Regions from separate parts of the Gossypium arboreum genome. Here region 2 is linked to region 1. Evidence: chromatin contacts called from public Hi-C data. All regions are on one chromosome and are shown on one strand. Each heading gives the region's core, a stretch centred on a gene start, on an enhancer-like site or on the middle of the called end of the contact. The rest is flanking DNA. Distances are from core to core; before and after follow the strand shown. Region 1 holds the start of LOC108454003 (peptidyl-prolyl cis-trans isomerase FKBP53). Region 2 holds the start of LOC108486519 (protein PPLZ12).

Region 1 (4,143 bases), core at 127-2,626:
AGCAATATCCTCCCCATAAGAATCACTTCATAATGTAGTAAAGGAATTAATAAATCACGTTATATGCGCCACATTCTGAGTTATAAACACCTCAACCATGTTCTCAGTTCTTTCATGAAACAATTTAATAAAAAATGAAATGCAAATATGCTTGTCTTCAAATAAGAGAAATTAAATAAAAGGATACGACTCATATTCATCTCGTAGGTGATCTCCATCATCAGCAACAAAGTAACCAGAGAGGTGGATGCTTTGAGGGCCAAGTACTGAGAAAGCAACTAAATCATCGTCTTCATCAAATTTAAGATCTAAGGCGCAAGTCTCATTCTGATTTGGTAACAAGGAACACAGGATGATCGGACTCTTGTGTCCGACAGAACACTGAAGTACAGACCTCTCTTTAAATGATCCAAGGCCTAAAGTTGCCTGTGTTACCACATGTTATAAATTAACAATGGAACATACATCGTATCAAGAAAAACAAAACCAAAATTAGGAACCCAAAAATCATTTGCACTAGCAATTTAGAGAACTAACAAGAAGCCTAAATTCTGACTAAGATTCACCATTATACGTTATTTATATGTTTCAACTATTCAACTCCATATAAACAATGCACTCCATTGATGAAGGGTCAGAAAACCTCAAAACATAACTAATAAAAGCATGTGACTACAATCTTATTCCTACAGTATTTACTAATTAATAATTGTATAAGAAAAATGAAAACTCCAACATGAACCAGAATTCAGAAAACAAAATGCTCTGGCTTTTCCTTTTAACTTTGAATTTCTGAATCAGGATAATATACCTGAGTAATGTGAAGCTTTCCCCGAACATTGTCAGAATGATAAGGGTGTGGTTTTCCAGGTTTGACTTCAATTCCTGGTTTACGAAAAAAAAAAAAAGAGCCTATAAGAACAAATAGAGAGTTTCAAGAAAAAACAAATACAACAAGCAATGCATCGTTTGGTAACTGGTAAATGGCCCGAAGACGATAATGAATCTTGGGTTTAATTTCAAAAGAATCCTCGATCCAAACCCATTATCATAATTCAAATTTCTCGAATATTTCCTCTACTGTTTACCATAACCAAACAATGGAACAATGAAATGTGAAAATACAAAATAGTAAGAGTTTAAAGCGAGAAAAGTAAAAGGGTTTTGGTCAAGATAAAAGAACTGACCCCAGAAACCCATTTCTTCTTGATGGGAGAAAATACTGAAAACCAAAAGCAGCTGCTTCTAAAACCCTAGAGGGTTTTCGTTATGCGATTTTATTAAACCCTAAATGCCCGTTTAATGATTTGGTCGTCCTTCGCTCAGATGAATTTTGAGCGGTCGGATCAAATTTCCCTCAATTATTAGCATATTTAAATTTTCCTCGCTCAATATCAAAAATTTATAAATTGCTGATTAAATTATTTGAAAAAAAATCCTCGACTTTTAAGTGTGTTTATTTCTAGTGCTATGGTTTTTATTTTCTTTTTATTTTAAGTTTTATCGTTGTTTTTATACTATTAAATGCGTCATTTATCCAAAAAGATCCTAAATTGTTGAAAGATATTTGATATGGTCAATTAACTCGTTATAGGATAAACTATATTCAAAATCACTCAACAATTAACGTGGTCAATTAACTCATTATAGGATAAACTATATTCAAAATCACTCAACAATTAATAAGTTCATAATTTGATCAATCAATTTCAAAAATATTATAAGTTCATTATTAAACTATCTAAAAGTTGTATTCTAGGAATCTCACCATCATCTAGCCTTCTCTAACAAAAAAGCACATTGAACAAAGCTTTTCTTTTCATTCTTTTTCAACTTCATGGTTTAATTTTCTTTCAAATGACCAGACACTTCATTGATTTAAATTCAAAACCCTAACCAAGAAGCTCTTTGATCTCTATCCACCATCATTAGATGGTCGCCTAGCTTCGATATGTTTCTCTTCTTAATAAGGCTTTCTTCTTACCTTTTGAATTGAACTTTCATTGCTTGGAACTCTCCAACTAAATTTTGTTTGAATCTAATATCTTTAAGTCTCTCTCTCTTTTTTTAGCTTAATGACAAATTTGACCACTAACATTGACATGTTTTGTCAAAATGGCTCTAATTGTATTTTTGAATATTTTTTGGCCATCAACCTTTATTTTTTTTCAAATTGCCTTTTTTTAACAAAATTGATGAAAGTGTTGTTAAAAAAATTAATGAGATGATGTGGAATAGTTTTAATGAGATATGATTTATTACTTAGATAACCTAATAAAATAATTACATGTGGAAATAATAAAATAAATAATTTATGAAGTTAAAAATAACTCTTAACTTAAAGAAAATAAACATAATTATCTACAAAAGGTTTCAAGCATTTAGTATTTTCGATTTGATTTATTAATTATTTTTGGAACCTCCTAGTAATCAAACGTATGCATTTATTTTGAAACTCTTTTTTAGATAGTTATGTTTTTTAATTAAGACTTATTTTTAAAATTTCATGTATGATTTATTTATTTTATTATTTTCACATGTAACTATTTTATTGGGTTACTAAGTAATAAGTTACATCTCATTAAAATATTTCACATCATCCTCTGTTAATTTTTTAATGATAGTTTCATTAAATCTGTTAGAAAAAGCAGTTTGAAAAAAAAAAGATTGATGGCCAAAAAAGCCTCAAAAATACAATTAGGGTTATTTTGACAAAACATGCAAATGTTAGTGGCGAATTTTGTCATTAAACCTTTTTTTATATATATTTTGATTCTTTTCTCTAATTTTATTCTGCCCAATTGCTTTTGTAGGTCCTATTTGATTATTTTTTTAATTGTATTTTTTATTTGCTTTTGATTGTGATTACGGTGATATTTGGTTGTTCATTGAGGGAAAGGGTGTGTAAATAGTTTAACTGTTGATTTTCTTGGGTTATGGTTTTGGTCAAAAGGGAAATGGTGAGTGAGTTAATGGTGAGTGAGTTAAGAATGAAGGGTTGTTGAGTTGGTTGGGTTAAAAGTGAGGCATGGGGCTTGAGTTGTTGTGGATATTGTTTGGATTATTGGGTTAGGGGTAGTTGTGCAAATATTGATTGATCAAATTATAAACTCACTAATAATTGAGTGACCAAAGTGTAAATTTACTAATCCCACATTTAATGTTCGTTTGTAACTTAATTGCTCAATGACGTCTGTTAGGATTGACCCGATTAAGCAACGAACAAGAAAAAATTGAGGAATAAATTGAGAAATCGAACACACAAATTTAACGTGAAAAACCCCTCCAAAGAGGATAAAAAACCACGGGTAAAGATAATTTTACTATAATGACAAAAGAATGAAGAGTACAAAAGATGGAGATAAAGACGAAACCCTAAAAACTCGAAAACAAAGAACCCTCAAAACGTAAATACAAAATTCTCTAAATGTGTTATGAGTTCTAATATCTAATGGGTGTGTTTTTCTAAGGTTGTAAAAGAGCCTATTCATAGGCTGAATTCATAGGTCAAATAATAATAAAATAATCTAAACTAATCAGTGTTTGATTGAAACAAGTAAACAAAGTTTAACTAAAAGATTATTTTTCAAATTTGACTGAAAATAGGAGTCATATTTAACAAATCTCCACCTTGACTCATATTTCTACAATGCCGTCTTTGCCAAAGCTCGCCACGAGCCTATCTTGAACTATGCAGGGAATTAACTGAGTCGAATTTATGCTTAGAAACTGGAAAACTTCTAGCCTTCGACTTGTACACTATCAAATCAAAACTAACCATGGTCTGATTTTCACTAACACAGTGCCCTAACTTTTCAAAACATGCATTCAAAATAGAACCTCTCTTCAACGAAACGGTCATACCTTTTTCCCTCCTATGACCAAGTTGCCTCCGCTTCAAACGAGTTGACTTCAACTTTGTAACGGACGAGGGACGTCCGATTTCACCGGTCACTGTAGAACCTTCTAGAATATAAAGACTGCTAGTTCTTTTACCTTTTAACAAAACTAGAGCTCCACGAGATACTTTAATGCCGCTCGACTAGATGTTAATTCTGCATCCTTTCAAGTCTAAAATACTTAAGGAGATAAGATTCTTTCGTAAATCAGGTACATACCTGGCATCTGAGAGTGTCCTAATCG
Region 2 (4,670 bases), core at 1,747-4,246, 250 kb after region 1:
CAAATTGTTAAATCTGTTTTACACAGCCCTATATATCAACCAATCTTACAGTCTCACCACTCACAAGTATCACAACAGTATTTACTACTCAAAGACCTACCTATTTGATTGTCTTCTCTCTTTCAATTAAAAACAACTCTTGCTTATTCAACATTTACTTTAGCACTAGCTGCCTCCATCAGCCCATTCCGTATCTGCTCACCGATATCCCTAACATGACCAGGTCCATGGGGTATAAAAACAGTAGTGTTCTTGGAGGAGTTTCCGAGGTCTTTGATTGTATCAAAGTACTGTGTGATCATTATAAGATCCATCACTTCCTTGGCTGAGGTGCCTTCCACCTTGTGAGAGAAATTCAAAATGTTCTCCCTCAACCCATCCGTGATTGCCTGCCGCTGCCTGGCCACACCCACCCCGCCCAAGTACTTGGCTTCGGCTTCTGCTTCTGCTCTTTTAACTTGGAGAATCTTCTCAGCTTCCCCTTTGTACACACTGGCAAGCTGAAGTCTTTGAGCTGTAAAATAAAATCATAGCCAAGTTATGCATTTCTTCAAATTTCAGACAAATGGATCTCAGGAGTCCAAGAGTATTAGACTCGAGTTTGCATGGTCTTTGAGCTGTAAAACAAAATCATAGCCAAGTTATGCGTTTCTTCAAATTTCAGATAAATGGATCTAAAGAGTCCAAGAGTATTAGACTCGAGATTGAATGGTCACTGAATTTCATTGCATCGTTTAATAGCTTAATTAGTACCAAGAAGACAGACGTGATTCTTACAGAAGCTGGAGTTTAGGTAGTACTTTCACAACTTTAACAAAATTTTATATGCTTGTATCAGAAAGAGAGAACTAAAACAGATAGCTCAATAAAAGTGGGAACATCTTTAATTGGTACATGTCATTACCTGCATTTATCTCATTCATTGCTTTGCGTACAGAAGAATCAGGAATGATGTCAACCATCAGAATATGCTCAATGCTATATCCATATTCTCCCATAACCTGATACATAATTTCAGATTCAATATAATATATGATATGAATAGCCTCATAAAAGGTAGAGAAGAAGCACATAGATTGAGAAAAGGAAACCCAAATTTAGAAGCATGCATAACCACTCTAGCGCAATTAGATAGAAAATGGTCATAATTTATCATGTATCATTAAAAAAGAATAGCTACATTACAAGAAAATGAAAATGGCTGTTCCTCATGCATTCATATTCTGGTAAAATGCAGGCCAAACAAGAAGACCACAAAATAGTCCTAATCTCTCCTTTATTGCAAAGGAGAGCTAGTCCATTGCTTCACTTACCATCTACTATTGGGCACATCAAACTGAAAGCAACAAGTACAAGACTGACAGTAAAAGTAACATGGAGGCCCCTATACTAGGCGCTAGATTGCATTTTGCCTCTCTACTAAAAAATGGGCAAATTAGTAATGGGCAAATTAGTCTCTATACGTTAAATCAAAGAGGCAAATTGATCCTTTTTTATGAAAATTTCATTCATTTATACTGGTAAAAATTAGCATAACTGATGGAATAACCAAAAAGTGACACATGATGTGCCATGTGTATTTGATACTGATGTACAAGGACCATTTTTGAACCGTAGAACTGGATGAAATTTTTTACAGAAAGATCAGTTTGCTTTTTTATCTAATATATGTGGACTTATTTGCTCAAAATGCATGACTCTTAGTACAAGGACATCTATCGTACTTTTTTCGAGAGTGACATATCAAAGTTTACTTAGGTTTACCAGCTCATCAGTTTCTACAACCAAAATTTATCTATACATATACATGCCTATATAATCATTGGTCTTCTTCGGTCTACCCGTTAAACAGTTTTTACAACCAAATATATATGTATGTGAGTGTATATATACATGTATGCCTTATGCGCTTAATTTAAGCACTCTTGAGTAGTTTGGTGCATAAGGATAACTGGTATAGCAAATGAATGAACTATACTACCTTCTCAATTTCCTCAAGCACTGCTTTAGCAACCTCACCCTTTTGTTCAAAGAGTTCATCCAAATCCATCCTTGGAACTATAGCTCGAACCACTACCACCAACAAGGGAAAAGAATGAGACGAAATGGGATGCATAAATGGTTTTAGTTTACCAAAAAAGGAGCATAATATTATGGCTGATACGCATAAAGAAAGCCAAAGAAAATGACCATCAAACACAAAAGCCTGGATCTGTTCTTTGGGATTTTGCAGCTCATAGAATGCATCATCAGCATGTCGTTTCATCACTCGGTATTGAATGGAGCAAACCAATTGAACAAAAACATTGTCCTACAAAATGTAACATTCTCGTATTCATACTCATTGATCTTCAGCTAGTAAAGCAACAATATCAATGTAAATCTTGTTCAATATTGGGCGATTTCCCAGCAAAACAAGCACACACAAAAAAAAAAAAAAAGAAATGATAAAATTCATATGATGAATTGATTAGAAATAGAGAAGCTAGGCATATTGATGGAAGGGGTTAATACGGGACTTGACCTTGGTTTTGGTCTCGATGCGAACATCGAGAGAAGAGATTCGGGTAGAAAGGACGCCAGCGAGCCATTGACCAGCGCAGGGGTTAAATAAGTGAAGGCCAGGCTCCGCTAACTTCTCGAAACGACCCCACCTCTCCACCACGCCTATACTGGCCTGATCGACGCACGCAAAGAATATGCAAGACGTATTCCCCATTTTTTTTTCTCAATCGATAATAAACAAAACGGATGAAACAAAAAAGAAAGAACTAAAATCAAATGAAAGGAGGTGGAATTCTTTGGTTCTTGATTACGAGTTAATACGGTGATAAGTAGGAGATTCGGTGTGGACGGACTACGATAAGGATTTGGACTCTCGACTTCTCGTGTCGCCTCCTTCGTGGTGATTTTTTTATTTTGAGAAAAAAGTTGGTTTTAATTGGATTTGGATAGCATCCAGGGTTGCTTCTTGACGTAGGGGATTATTACCTTTGCTTGACCCATTGCATTTTGAAGTGCAGAAAAAACAAAATAGAAATCAAGTATATTTACTAAAACGCTCCATAATATGGAATGGTTATTATCTTCTGTTTTCGTACTCTGAAGATATCATACCAGAATATCTCACCAGACTCTGATCAAACAAGTAAATTTCACATGACTTTACCCAAAGTATCCCAGCAAACACAAAGAGCCATCATAAAGCTAGGGAGATGAAAATAAAATTAAGGGTTTACAAAGTTACATCACTTGTGCCAATGAAAGCACAAAAATCCAAAACTTAAAAAGCTTGACATGAAAATCCAGTTGAAACCGAGTCTACACGCCCAGATCTTGAACCACTGCTTCCATGGATGGTCTTTCTACAGGACACTCGTGAGTGCAATGCCAAGCAATTCTTGCAAGTTTAGCTGCTTCATATTCCAAGTACCTACCATGTAGGTTTGGGTCTATAAAATCTTGGATTCTACAACATTCACCTCCAACTCGTACCAAGCTAGTCACATTTCGTTTCCCACAAAGGACTTGAAAAACCACGACCCCAAATGCATAAACATCACTCTTCTCGGTAAACCAGCCTGTACTAGTGTATTCAGGAGCTAAGTAACCCATAGCAGCACTGCCCTTGAGTGCTGCAAACACGATATCATTGGTAAGGAGGTTGTGCAAGCCCGAATCCGAGAGCAAAGGATTGAACTGATCATCGATGAGCACTTTTTGAGCTGAAATGTTTTGGTGAACGAGGGCAGGTTTGTTTACTTCGTTACGATGCAAATATGCTATACCTTTGGCTATGCCTTTAACAATGGAAACTCTTGTGGACCATTCCAAGACCTGTCCATTACCATCCTTGACATCAAGACAGCTTAGTAAATTCCCATTAGGGACAAAATCATATATGAGAAAGCACTCTCCCCGGGCCTTTGAACAACAGAACCCTCTCAATCCCACTAAATTTTCATGCTTCAATGAAGCCAAAACATTCAGTCCCTTCAAGAACTCAGCGTCATCTGATTTGCAACTAGTTTTGCCGATGCTTTTAATCGCAATAGCTGATCCATCCCTTAGAAACCCTCTATAAGTTGCGGAAAAGTTACTCTTCCCCAATAAATTTAACTCCGAAAAGTACTGAGTAGCTGTCTCCACCTCTTCTAAGTTGAACCTAAAGCTCTCAGCAAAGCCATTGTAGTTCCTGCCATCAGCCAAAGGATCCCAACCATTAGCATACTCAAGGCTAATGAGTGGAGATCCGTTCTTCCTACTAAACTCCTTGGTTTGATCGGTGCTAAGGCGGTTTTCAGGAACTTCAGATAAGCTACTAAGCTTCTGTTTCTGGCGATGATATTGCATGAATGTGACGAGTCCTATAACTGATAATGCAACTATGACAACAATCAGGGCAACAAGAATAGGACCCCTTTGAGACTTTGATGGCTTCGAGCAGGGCTTTTGCTCACAAGGTAACTGAAGATTTGCCGTCTCCGGTATTTCTCTAGTAACACCAGCTGCCTCTGAACCATACACCTCAGGTTTGCTTGGATTAATATGATCAGAATCATTACAAACTTTCAATGATGCAAAACCAGACCCACATAGACCCGGATTATTTTGAAACAAGAATCCATCATTCAGCCTCTTAAGAGCTACATCAAACCAAGAAGGGAAAA

Evidence for each region. A called contact is a pair of places that touch in the nucleus more often than the background predicts.
Region 2: a Hi-C map of leaf shows a contact between it and region 1, with 2.2 times the contacts expected there. The contact joins the promoter of LOC108486519 here to the promoter of LOC108454003 in region 1. A contact is called at or near these places in 2 of 5 Hi-C or Micro-C datasets (both in leaf).

What each region holds. Positions count from the first base shown.
Region 1 is chr9:41,441,216-41,445,358 of ASM2569848v2, forward strand. LOC108454003 (peptidyl-prolyl cis-trans isomerase FKBP53) reads right to left here and starts at 1,377. Exons shown (of 11, transcript XM_017752280.2): 1 at 1,188-1,377; 2 at 812-885; 3 at 188-426; 4 at 1-25. The coding sequence starts at 1,200.
Region 2 is chr9:41,691,093-41,695,762 of ASM2569848v2, forward strand. LOC108486519 (protein PPLZ12) reads right to left here and starts at 2,997. Exons shown (of 5, transcript XM_017790609.2): 1 at 2,525-2,997; 2 at 2,191-2,311; 3 at 1,982-2,073; 4 at 905-1,001; 5 at 1-514. The coding sequence starts at 2,719. The coding sequence ends at 144. LOC108486518 (LRR receptor kinase SERK2-like) reads right to left here. Exons shown (of 3, transcript XM_017790608.2): 3 at 3,050-4,646. The coding sequence ends at 3,322.